2 separate regions of the Gossypium hirsutum genome follow, and region 2 is linked to region 1. The links are chromatin contacts, called in public Hi-C maps. All regions are on one chromosome and are shown on one strand. The core of a region is the stretch at or near the end of the contact, and the rest is flanking DNA. Distances in the headings are between cores, read along the strand shown.

Region 1 (5,661 bases), core at 409-2,908:
AGAAAAGCTTCTGACTACAGAAGAAAATAACAAAGATTTTATGCTAATAAATAACAAATGTGTTATACTAATAATTTCTAAATCTTCTAAGAAAGGAAAACATTCTTCAAATCTAGTTACTTCATAGCTACATGGTTCTCCAAACAGCTCGCATCTTTTTTGCGATTCTAGTTTGCATTCTTAATTCGTCAAGTTAATGAGGTCGTCAATCTTTAGAGGGTTTGTCAATATTTGATGAATTCGCCAATAGGGAGTTTTCAAAGCTTAAAGGATTCACCAGTCTAGACGACTTCGTCAATTTTGAAGGATTCGCTAAATGTGCATGATGCGTGAATGGTCATCTCGCAACAGTCCCTCTTATCTAGTTTAACCTTTTGCTTCTCTTATTTGCCTCTGATCAAAGGCTCCTTATCTCCGTCATCTCTGCTACGTATTCTTCATTTTATCATCATAGCCATTGATCTTAATGATGGAAATCCCATGTCACCAACTTTTTTTAGTAAACCTTTACTCCTTGCATGGTTACCTTTCGATACAACTTGTACTGATTCAACCGTCAGTCCTGGACAAGCTCACTGCGAGATTGTTGGAACCTTAGGGTCTCAGATCTTTTACAAGATACTGTATATATATTGTATTTCAGCAGTATAAGTTAACCCCAATTGACATTCTATAAATCCAGCTGTATTCATGACTTTTGTGGCATGATGAGGTTTAATGCATGCATTTTTGTATCATAACATAACTGGAGGAAGTCTTATGTGAGAAGTAATGTATCATTTCACTTTACAGTTAAGTTTCGTAGATACGGAAATGGTAAAATTGGTATATAATCCCCCAACTAATTTCGACTTCCTACGGCGGCAAACTCTGATTTCTCTATGTAGGTATGTTGAGTGTTTTTCTTTATCCTCCTTAGATGATAAGGTTGTCTATTTATATGATATGATTATTGTTCACTGATGTGATATCTTAGGTAGCTTTCATGCATGCTAATACGTACTTTGCTCTAGATTTGACACGTGTTTCTACGATAGGGGTTTGCCTTATGTAGTGCCATGCGAACAGTCTCATGTGCGATCTCACGTGTGATCTCATGGGAGGGTGTAAGTGTCCCTCCTGCGAATTCTTAATGTCGTGCGAGCTCAATAGGTGAACTTGATGTGTGAACCGTGTAGAGTTTAACCCGAACCCATTTGGGTTGTGAGTCAGTAACCGTAAGTATCATAATAAGGTATATATTTCATTCAAGAGGTTGTGGTATTGATTGTGGCCTTATATCACACTCAGAGTTAGTATTAGCTGAAGACTGAAATAATTTTTTTATCATTCAGTTAATGATTGATGTATTTTTTACACAATATTAAAATGGTAAAAAGAAAAAGAAAGATCATCAAAGAAATTAAATATGTGTGAGGGTTTTCTAAAGGGCATAACATACAATTAGGATGCAAGTATTACCCAAATTTAGCACATTTCTAAAGCTGCTGCTGCTGTGTGAGGATATTTAAACCAAAATAGACGAAATAAAGTTGCAACGTAGAAAATCAAGGCTAGGGGTGAGGCTGGAAATTCAAGTCAACTGGCGATGGGTGGCAGAGCCACTTAAAAAGTTAGGCTTTAGGCTACGAGAGGACGATCCCATTGACGTGGGAGATATAGCAGTTGATACACAGAATGGAAACATGATTTGGTTTGGGGATAAATAGATGAACTCTGTTTCTGATACTGAAAGTAATCAAGGGTTTCTGGAAGATGATGACATACATCTGATGGAGGATGTAGTTGAGGATACAAGCGGTTCCTTCCATAAGTTTCTGGGAAAGGGTACAATCTTTGGTTGAGGACACCACGTCTAAGACTGACATCCTAAAACCTACGGGCGAAGTTAGAAAACTAGCTTTTGAGGCCAAAGATGAACCATAAATTTTTGAAGACTAAAATGCAGTTTCACCATTATAATAACTTGTAATTTCATAAGTTTCAAAGGGATTAAATCACACTTATCATTTTTGGGGTCAAGATCATCTACCTCCTCTTATCTACGCTCCTGCTAAATACTATAATGGATCCTCACTTACGAGCCCAGGACATACTGGCTCAGGAGCCATCGTTAGGGATCATAATAATCATTGGATTGCTTGTTATCATAGATTTATTGGGATCTCTTCTAATATAATAGTCGAACTATGGGGGTCTTAGGATGGACTTCAACTTGCTAAAAGTTTGCACATTTATTGTATCGTTGTCGAGTTTGATGTGGTCGTTATTGTGAGTTCCATCAAAAATCTTATTTATGACTATAGGACTTTGTTGAGCAACTTCTAGTGCAGTAGTCTACTTCATATCTACCAAGAGGAAGCAATACCATTTCTAGTATTTTGTACGAAACTAGGAGTTCAACTTGTAACTAGGTTGTTTATTTTGACCTCTCATATTTTCTTCCTCCTCTTGTGGATGTACATGGTTAGCTTTCCTATGAATCGAACTATTTAATTGATGAGTGTTCCTTTATTGACAAAAAAGAAAACATCTTAAAAATGTTGGGAAGAAAAATTAGATTCAGTATCTAAAATTCATGCTCTATACAAATCAATGTTTTAAGAATTCTATCGAGGGTTGAATTAATTAAGTCATCGATTTTCTTTTCAATGGGTTTAAAAATATAAAATTTTAAAAAAAAATCATAAACATTAAAAAATAATTAGGAAAAATAATATTATTTGAGTTATAATATTAAATGAATAATTATATGTTTTTTTAAGGACATTATTATTCAAAACAACACCTATTGAAAGATGTTTCTATGAAGAGATATGAAAATTCCTATAAATAGGAATGAGATTTCATTTGAAAACTACACCAACAAGTTCTAAAAGTTATTTATATCCTTCCTCATTTTTTAATATTATTAGATTGTTCTATAAGGAGTTATTGTATAAATTCTGTGTAGAAATTGAGTTTCTTGTTATTCATTGCTTAGTGTTTAGTGGACTATTCTCGTCAGTGTAAAACGCAAATATTCATTTGCTTTATTGTATCCTCGAGGTTAATTTGCTTGAAACTCTTGTGCGCACCGAAGATAGGTGGGGGTGAATATAACCTTAAAGATAGTGGTTTGATATACGCCTTTGAGCCTTGTCCTATTTCTTCTTTTTCTGTTCGAGTTCCGTTCGTGTGTTCGAGATTTTCCTCATCGGAGATTTGTACTAACAATTTTAAGGTTATATCATTCATGATGACTACCACAACACATAAAAGTTAAACACTAAGGGAGTTGACTTCCAACTTTGTCAAACTTGATCGTTTTGATGGTGGCAATTTTTGGCGATGGCAGAAAAAGATGCATTTCTAATTAACAACTTTGAAGATTGCCTATGTTTTGGATACAAGACCAAAAGAGAATGAAAATGAATCTGTTGCTGCAACCTGAGAAAGGCAAAAATGGGACAAAGTTAACTACATGTGCATAGGCCACATATTGAATAGTTAATCGATGGTTTGTTCAACACCTACCAAAACGAGGTCACCACTAAGAAATTATGGGACAAATTAGAGACAAGATACCGACGATGCTACAAGTAAGAAATTTATTGTTAGTTGTTTCAATAGTTATCAAATGGTTTATGGTCGTTCTGTTATGGAATAATTTCATGATATTGAAAAAAATGCTAAATCAATTTAAGCAATGTGATATGAAAATGGATGAAATGATTGTTGTATCCTTCATAATAGACATATTCCCTCCATCTTGGAAAGACTTTAAAAGAAGTCTAAAACATAAGAAAGAGGAAATATATGTTGAGGCCAAATCATCTTCATATTGAAGAAGAATATTGAAAGCAAGACCAGAACCTAAATTCTGAAAATGCTAAAGTGCATGTTACAGAGGAAGTACAGACTACTAAACCATTCAAGAGAAAGTTCAAACAGACTGATAGAACACCTAAGTTCAAAAAGAAACAAAATGGCATATGCTATCATTGTGGTAAGCCGAGACATTTCAAGAATGAATGTCAATTTTTAAGGAAGAAATCATCTTCTAAGACTAATAATAACGAAAAGTTCGTTGCACTGATATCTGAAATTAATATGGCACAAGATGATAATGCATAGTGACTTGATACCGGAGCAACCAAGCATGTGTGCAAAGACAAAAGCATGTTCACAAAGTTCACACAATGTGAAAATGACAATGTTTTGTACATGGAAAATTCTTCCACCTCAACAATCAAAAACAAAGGGTCTATTGAACTACAATTTACTTCTGGAAATGTTTTAACCTTGAATGATGTACTTTATGTACCAGAAGTTAGGAAGAATTTGTGTCTGAAAATCTGTTGAATAAGTTTGGTTTCAAACTTGTTTTTGAGGTAGATAAGTTTATTTTGTCTAAGGGAGGAATTTTTGTAGGAAAATGATATATGTATGAGAACATGTTCAAACTCAAAATTATTAATAAGAATAAAAATACTATTTCTATTTAGGTCGAATCTTCTTGTTTATGGCATTATAAATAAGGTCATTTGAATTATAGAAATTTGAATGACATGTATAAGTTAGATTTAATTCCTATTTTTAATAATATTGGAAAATGCAATACATGTATGTTAACTTAAAATTACAAGAAACCATTTCCCTAAGGTCAAAAGGAAAACAAAGTTGATTGTTTTGATACATAGTGATTTATGTGACATACATAATACTCTTACATTAGGTGGAAAGAAATATTTTGTTACTTTTATTGATGATTGTTCTAGATATTGCTATATATATATTTACTGCATTCAAAAGATAAAGCACTTGATAAATTTAAAGTTTATAAATCTAAAGTTGAACTTCAGTGTGAATCATTTATCAAGTGTTTAAGATTGGATAGAGGTGGAGAATACTATAATCCAAGTTATTTTGAATCCACTAGGATTATCCATCAAGTTTCAGCCTCTTAAACACCACAACAAAATGGTGTAGCTGAAATGAAAAATAGAGTCTTGACTGAAATGGTAAATTCAATATTATCATATTTAGGTCTTAAACAAGATTTTTGGGGAGAAATTGTTCTAACAGCTTGTCATATATTGAATAGAGATCCTAAGAAGGAAACTAAAATAACCCTCTATGAACAATGGAAGAAAAGGAAACCAAGCCTTAATTATTTGAAGGTTTGGGGTTGCAGAACTATTGTTAAAGTTCCAACACCTTAACGTAAAAAAGTTGGATGAAAGGGGAATTGAATGCATATTTATAGGATATGCACGTAATAGCAAGGCATATAGGTTCATGGTAATTGAACCAAATTATTCAATTTCAATTAAAACTGTTATTGAATCAAGAGATGTTATTTTTTTTATGAAAATAGATTTAATTCTATTTCAAGACAATTACAGCCACAACAATTGATTCATTCTTCAAATGAGAATGTGATTCCATTGGAACAAATTGATAATAATGATGAATCTTGTCAAGAATTAAGAAGAAGTAAAAAGATTAAAAAGGTCAAAGATTTTGGACCAGATTTCATTATGTTTTTTGTAGAGGGAAAAGCTGAAAGTATATGCAATAAGATACCTTATTGTTATAATACAGAATCTGATCTTATTACATTTGAAGAAGTAATGAAATCTCAAGACTCTGCTTTTTGAAAAACAATAAATGATGAGA
Region 2 (6,177 bases), core at 1,975-4,474, 40 kb after region 1:
CTATTTGTTTACTACTAAACTCTCCCGACACATTACTAATAGTTGGTGGCAAATTGCGCCCCAATCAGCAACACGCACTACCCCAAAACGATGGACACATCAACGATAGACCGAGTTGTAATGTCTCATCCTCGAGTGTAATTGTACACTCATCGCACGAAAGATGGAATATGTTTGTCTAGGGTCTCTATCTTTCCAGCAAAGCATTGATAAGTGCAGGCTCCAATTTAGCCTCGCTGAGCATGCGTGACACATTTAAGAATCCCGCATCTTCCAAGTACTTTTCAATAACACGCATTATTCTCACAGTTAAATTGTGTATATATGTTTTGATAATCCAATGTCCGTCCTGATTATATAAACATAAAAATATATATTAACAACTTAATAATGATATTAATTAAAATAAAATTGAACATCGAAAATGTGTTTGTAATCTAAACAAATTAAAGGCATTGACATTTTTAAAATGATGAAAATCGAATAAAACCTAAGAAATTACAAACAATTAGGTTAGAAAATTGAGAGATTAGGATAGAAAATTAAAAATAAAAGAATTGAGAGTGAGTTGAGAGAATAGATGAATAAAGACTAAATGAAAAAATTGAAAGTATAGAGTGTATATATAGGAAAATTTTTTAATTGTTGGGGAATTTTTTTCAATAGCTATTGGTCGCAATAGTTAGAAAATCAACATCCTTAATTTTCTTAGGCGATCCAACAGATAACATATATATATATTTGATTTTTGATTTAAATAAATCGCATTGGGTGCTACATGTAAAATCACGCCCTATAAGCACGTCCAACAAAGCACGCTTTTGGAATGACATCCACATCTTACCAAAAGGCCTATTTCACTAAATTAAAAAAAATCTAAAACCCTAAATAACTTTTAAAACTGACTTATATGCTTAATTTTTCCAACTTTTTAATCTTTACTAATGAGTCAAATTAAATAAATGTATAAAGATTAAAAAATGAATTTATTATCATATATTGTATATAAACACCAAATCAAACATTTAACTGTACAAATTTAACAAAAAACTGTTTGCTCCCTCACCTAACATCCAAATGCAAAGCAAGGTATAATAAAACGATTTAGGTACTTTTGCCGAAAAGCAGCTTATCCATTTCTTCATCATGATTATATGTAAATATTTATCCACTCCATGTCTGCAACTTTTGTGTTCCTTGTTTGAATTATGTCGAGTTAAGAGCTAATCAAGCTTTAACCATCAACTAAAATCATCCTATATGATAATACAAAATCCCAAAACAGGCTGCCATTTATATTAAGTTAAATATCAACTAAATTCCAAGTACAAAAAAAACATGCAGCTCAAGGTATATGATAATACTGTTGAATTAAGACACAACTTCACTACTTGAAAATTCATACTAAAAGTGTAACCACTATCACAATCTCAAAATCTCCTGAAAATGGTGAAAGAAAGGTTAAAAAAAGGGACATTTGATCTGAAATATGAAATCTCAAGTAACAAAACTTTAGGCAGCTCCCTTTCCCTTCCTTCTCTGGATCTTCTTCATGTAGAACTCCAGTTCTTTGCCTTCCAAGATATACCTGTAAAACCCATTTCACACATTAGAATAAGTGGTATAATAGTGTTATTGTCACTTGTCCTGTCCTACTTATCCTCCAAGAGATTAGTGAAAGGAATTTATCAGCTGTCTATAAATAATTCCTTTAACAAAGCAATTGTGCATTACAATGGTAAAAGTCAGGAGGTTACATACCCGTCAGCACGGCCGCACTGACCAGGCCGTGAAGAGATACAAGCCAGTAAACGACCACTACTGAATTGATCCTCAATATGTGGGTCGAGCTTGCGGTTCTGCTGACGCTTTTCCAACTTCCTTAAGACATGTTTGCTCTTCTTCGCCTCCTCAGCAACAGTTTCACCTTCCTATATACAAAATGAAGCAAAACATTGTAAGATTCAATGCCCTCAGATTATGGTCAAGTGAACTTTGTAACTGACACCGAAATATTAAAGAAAGACACAGCAAAATAACTAACACTTACAAAAACAATTAACTCGACAACAAAGGAACTAATCTATTATTGAAGCAATAACATCCAGGTGAAAAAGAATATTTAAAAAAATTCCTCCTACCTCTCCATCTTTCTTGGTAGCTGCTGCAAGTGTTTTCTTCTTGCGACCAAGGTCGACACCATAGTGCTGGAGATACCATTGCTTGAATGGAGCAGCATCAACTTGAACAATAGCACTCTTCACCAAAGTTTGAGTACGAACAAGCTCATTGTTAGATGCATTGTAGACCACATCCAATATTCTGGTTTTACGAGTCACAGCTTCACTTCCCCATGAGTAGTTTCCAGTGTCGAGCCTCAGAGCGCGCCACTTCACATTTCCACCACGAACCCTAATCCTCCTGACTGTCTTGTTGCTTGACAACTTTGTGTTTGCTGGTTGCCTTCCAAGCTCATACCTTATAAAAAACAAACCATCAATAAGGTAGGACAAACTAAGATTGAAAACCAAGTCAAACAACCCAATAGTATAATAGATGAAGTGGATTAGATCTCTAGCCTCCAATAGCATAGTTTACGATAATGAAATGGTGAGCAAGTTAAATAATTTACCCAAAGAAAATAAACCCCGATAAAGCTCAATAAAATTTCTCCAAAATCCTCATCTGACAATAAAATGAAGCTAAATCTAAAACGAAAGGCCTAAAATGGAATATCAGTTCAAGTAAATTTCAAGAACAAAAACTGATTTTTTTTCAATAATCCTTAATCAACTTTCTAAGCAACCAACCAGATCAAAAAATGATAAAGAAAAGGTCATCAAAGGATTAATAAGAAACAGGAAAAAGAAGGGTTTTGCAGATTACTTTCTCTTCTTCCTCCAAGCCTTCTTTTTGCCACCTGTGGCACGCCTCTTGTGCATCGAATCACGAGAAATACCTATCAGAAAATTTAAAATTGAACACCATTAAGCAAGAAAATCAAGCAGAAAACTACATCATTTAGAAGATATTAATGAACAAAAATCATATGAATTTGAGAAATACCCATTTTGGCTGAAAGCTCAAGCCTTTTAGCAGGGGGAAGAGCGGGAGGGGGTTGAAGCAAATCTGTGAAGAAAAAAAAAGCTAGGATTCAGAAGCAGTGACAGGCGGAAGTTAGAGCCCGCATATACACAAAAACCCTAGTTTTTGTTTAATTACCATAATGTCCTAATTTGGGTTGGGTTATTGTTAGGGTAAAAAGTAATCATGGGTAAATTAGATTAATGCTTTCTTGGCCCAATAAAATGTTTGCATTCATGATTTTATCCCTTAGAAAGCCCAACCATTATTGGATGTTATATTTGAAATTTGGGTAAAATAAATCTTGACTTTAAAATAGGGTTTATTCTATTTTAATCATTTTAATTTATTTTTTTAAATTTAGTCACTCTAAATAAAATAATTGTTTAAACTAGTCGCTCCCATTAAATTATATATTATTTACTAACGGATTGCTAATGTGACACATTAACCCATTAAATAATAATTACAGCATGACGATTTTTTTTTCCAAACTCCAACAATCCTTCTCTATTCTTCTATTTTTCTTTCTCAATTTATATTTATAGGCTATCAAAGAAAGGATATATAAATAGGTCAAACCTTAAAACTTATGTAAATTAAGAATGAGATTAGATGGATAGTGGGGTGCAGCGTAATGTATTTAGCTTACTTTTTGTCTCATGCTATAGTATCTAATCTCACTGTTATCGCTGTTTTTACTCTAATCACAACTAAATGCACCTCATATCCAAACTTACTTTAAAACTATTAACCAGGAGTTAGCATATTGTTTAAAATTTGTTCCATCAATTATAAGAATAAGTTAAAACTGTTGAAAAGGTTAGATAGCCTGCTCGACTCAATTTTCATATTGGCTCAATCAAACTTGAATTCAATTTAAATAATAAAAAATATATTTTCAATATGTTATTAATTTTTGAATAGTAAATTTAATTTTTAAAGGGTTGAATTATCCAAAAACGAGCCTAAACTTAAAACAATTTTTAAAAAATGGGACTTCAATCCAACTCCCGCCATCAACACCTAATCTGAAATAAGCAGTAAAACATGTAAGGTATACTGTTACAACTATATATAAAACATATAATATCCCTAGGAACACTGTAATTTCTAATCTTGAAGGGCGCAACCAACCAACCACTCGTGACTTGCCTTCCTTTCATGGTGATTCATACTGCTACATGACTTTGTTGCCAGGCGCAACACAAAGAGCAAAGTAGGAAAAAGAAGGCCAAGTAAGATAACACCATGGATATCATCATTTGATAGCAAAACGTCCCCACATGGTTACACTGATTCTTCTCCATATCTACCGATATATCCCACCGCCGCGCATCCAGATGTCACCAGCCCCATAATCACCTGAAATCAATGTAGTGATAAAAGCCATATGATCAAAAGCAACAATTTGCTTACCAGATAGAAGTAATACTTCAGATCTGATCCCGAGAAGGCGCATTGAAAGTAAAACCCAGGGATTTAAATAGAGGTCCGTTATCGAAATAGCGGCCGTTATATAGCAGTAGCGGCACCGTCCGAAACCGCTACTGCCGAAATCCGCTATACCCGCAATACACAATAAGTAATGTAAAATTCACGACCGCATAGCATCCGTTATGTCCGCAACCGCGATAAACGCAATGCGACCGAAAACGCGACCGCGACCGCAATTTAAATCCCTGGTAAAACCTGTAACATATCCACAAAGAAAATGGAGATTTAATAAAATTAATGAAGGAATGAAACCCAAAAATAGTGGGTGTTTGTTTATGTTAGAGGTACTCATGGCCTGCGTCCGGGTTCGGGTCGGGCTCAACTAAAAATTCAAGCCCATTTATTAGGCTCGGCTCAAAAAATGGGCCTAAAATTTTATCCAAACTCGACCTGAATAAAAATACTAAAACTTGGGCCCGACCTGGTCTGCCCATATTAAATTTTTATATAATTTTTATATAATTTTTAAATATATATATTATATCAAAAATACTAAAAACATCAAAATAAATATTTCCCAACAAATTGAAAATAAATTTTAAAAAATATGTAGACTTAAATAACACTAATATAAATGCAACTTAACAAGTAAATTCCTCTAAAATAATAACAAAATTAATAAATACCTTTAAAATAATAACCAAATTAACAATAAAATAAGTTTTATTCAATATCCAAATAATAACAATAAAATAGTAGTAACATAATAGTAAAATGGTAGCAAAATAGAGAGGAAACAACAAGAAAATAACATTCAAAAACAAAAAAAAAAGCAATTTTTTTTTTCATTTAGTGAATTTGGGCCGGGCTGAGTTTAAGCCAAAAATATTTTACCTGAGGCCCGACCTATTTTTTAAACAGATCTTATTTTTTTGTCCAATCCTACTTTTCGGGCCTATATTTTTAACAAAATCTTCTCATATTTTGAACGGGCCACCTGGTCTACTTTAGCTAATAGCGGACTGCCTCACAAACACATCAGATAGAGATAGAATTATCCAAAGTCTAACAACAAAAAAAATTCACGTGTCAGTCTTTCAAATGAGCTAATTAAATTAAAAATAAAATGAAAGGGACTAAAATAGGATAAGTCGTATTTTAGAGTGACTTGCGAGTAATTTAACCTTAAAGTTGTATAAACATTTTGTTTCTATCGGATTGGAAACAAAACAACTAGAGCTCCCAACTTTGCTCAACAATGGAAGCAACAACCGAAGCAATTTGGGATAAATTATTCCTTCTCTCTCCAAAGCTCCCTTACAACTTGCAAATTTTAAGATAACAATTTGATTCCTTCCATTCCCTTTTCTGTTGTTATAAGTCATAACCCACTTCCTTGAATCCATCAGTGTATGCAAAAACTTAGTCTTGGATACATTTGGAGGGTATTTTGATGGGGTTTGCGCTGTTGGGTTCATTGGGTTCTTTTGTTTCTGTGAGAGATTCTCATCACTGGAATGTCAGGTTTCAGTCTTTCACTTTGAAAGAGAGGTTTGTTGTTGGCTTCAACTTGGCTAAAAATTTCAGGGCTTATAAAAAATTTGGAAGAGTTTCACTTTGCAAGAGTGAATTTGTGGACTTTGAAGAAAGAACAAG

The links. A called contact is a pair of places that touch in the nucleus more often than the background predicts.
Region 2: a Hi-C map of fibers shows a contact between it and region 1, with 2.1 times the contacts expected there. The contact joins the promoter of LOC107922595 here to the enhancer-like site in region 1. A contact is called at or near these places in 9 of 34 Hi-C or Micro-C datasets (callus, fibers, hypocotyl and 1 more).

What each region holds. Positions count from the first base shown.
Region 1 is chrD01:11,245,358-11,251,018 of Gossypium_hirsutum_v2.1, forward strand. No RefSeq gene overlaps it. Among protein-coding and RNA genes, the nearest start is that of LOC107921978, 10 kb to the left of the region's middle. Within about 2 kb of position 1,659, at least 6 of the 9 cell types and tissues checked have an H3K27ac peak or open chromatin away from gene starts, as enhancers often do. A contact at or near this core is called in fibers, where this site is marked.
Region 2 is chrD01:11,284,018-11,290,194 of Gossypium_hirsutum_v2.1, forward strand. It overlaps LOC107922595 (40S ribosomal protein S8), which reads right to left and starts at 3,225. Exons shown (of 5, transcript XM_016852699.2): 1 at 3,067-3,225; 2 at 2,887-2,959; 3 at 2,142-2,478; 4 at 1,762-1,931; 5 at 1,265-1,588. The coding sequence starts at 3,070. The coding sequence ends at 1,513. It overlaps LOC107921156 (probable cytokinin riboside 5'-monophosphate phosphoribohydrolase LOGL10), which reads left to right and starts at 5,728. Exons shown (of 4, transcript XM_016851029.2): 1 at 5,728-6,177. The coding sequence starts at 5,975.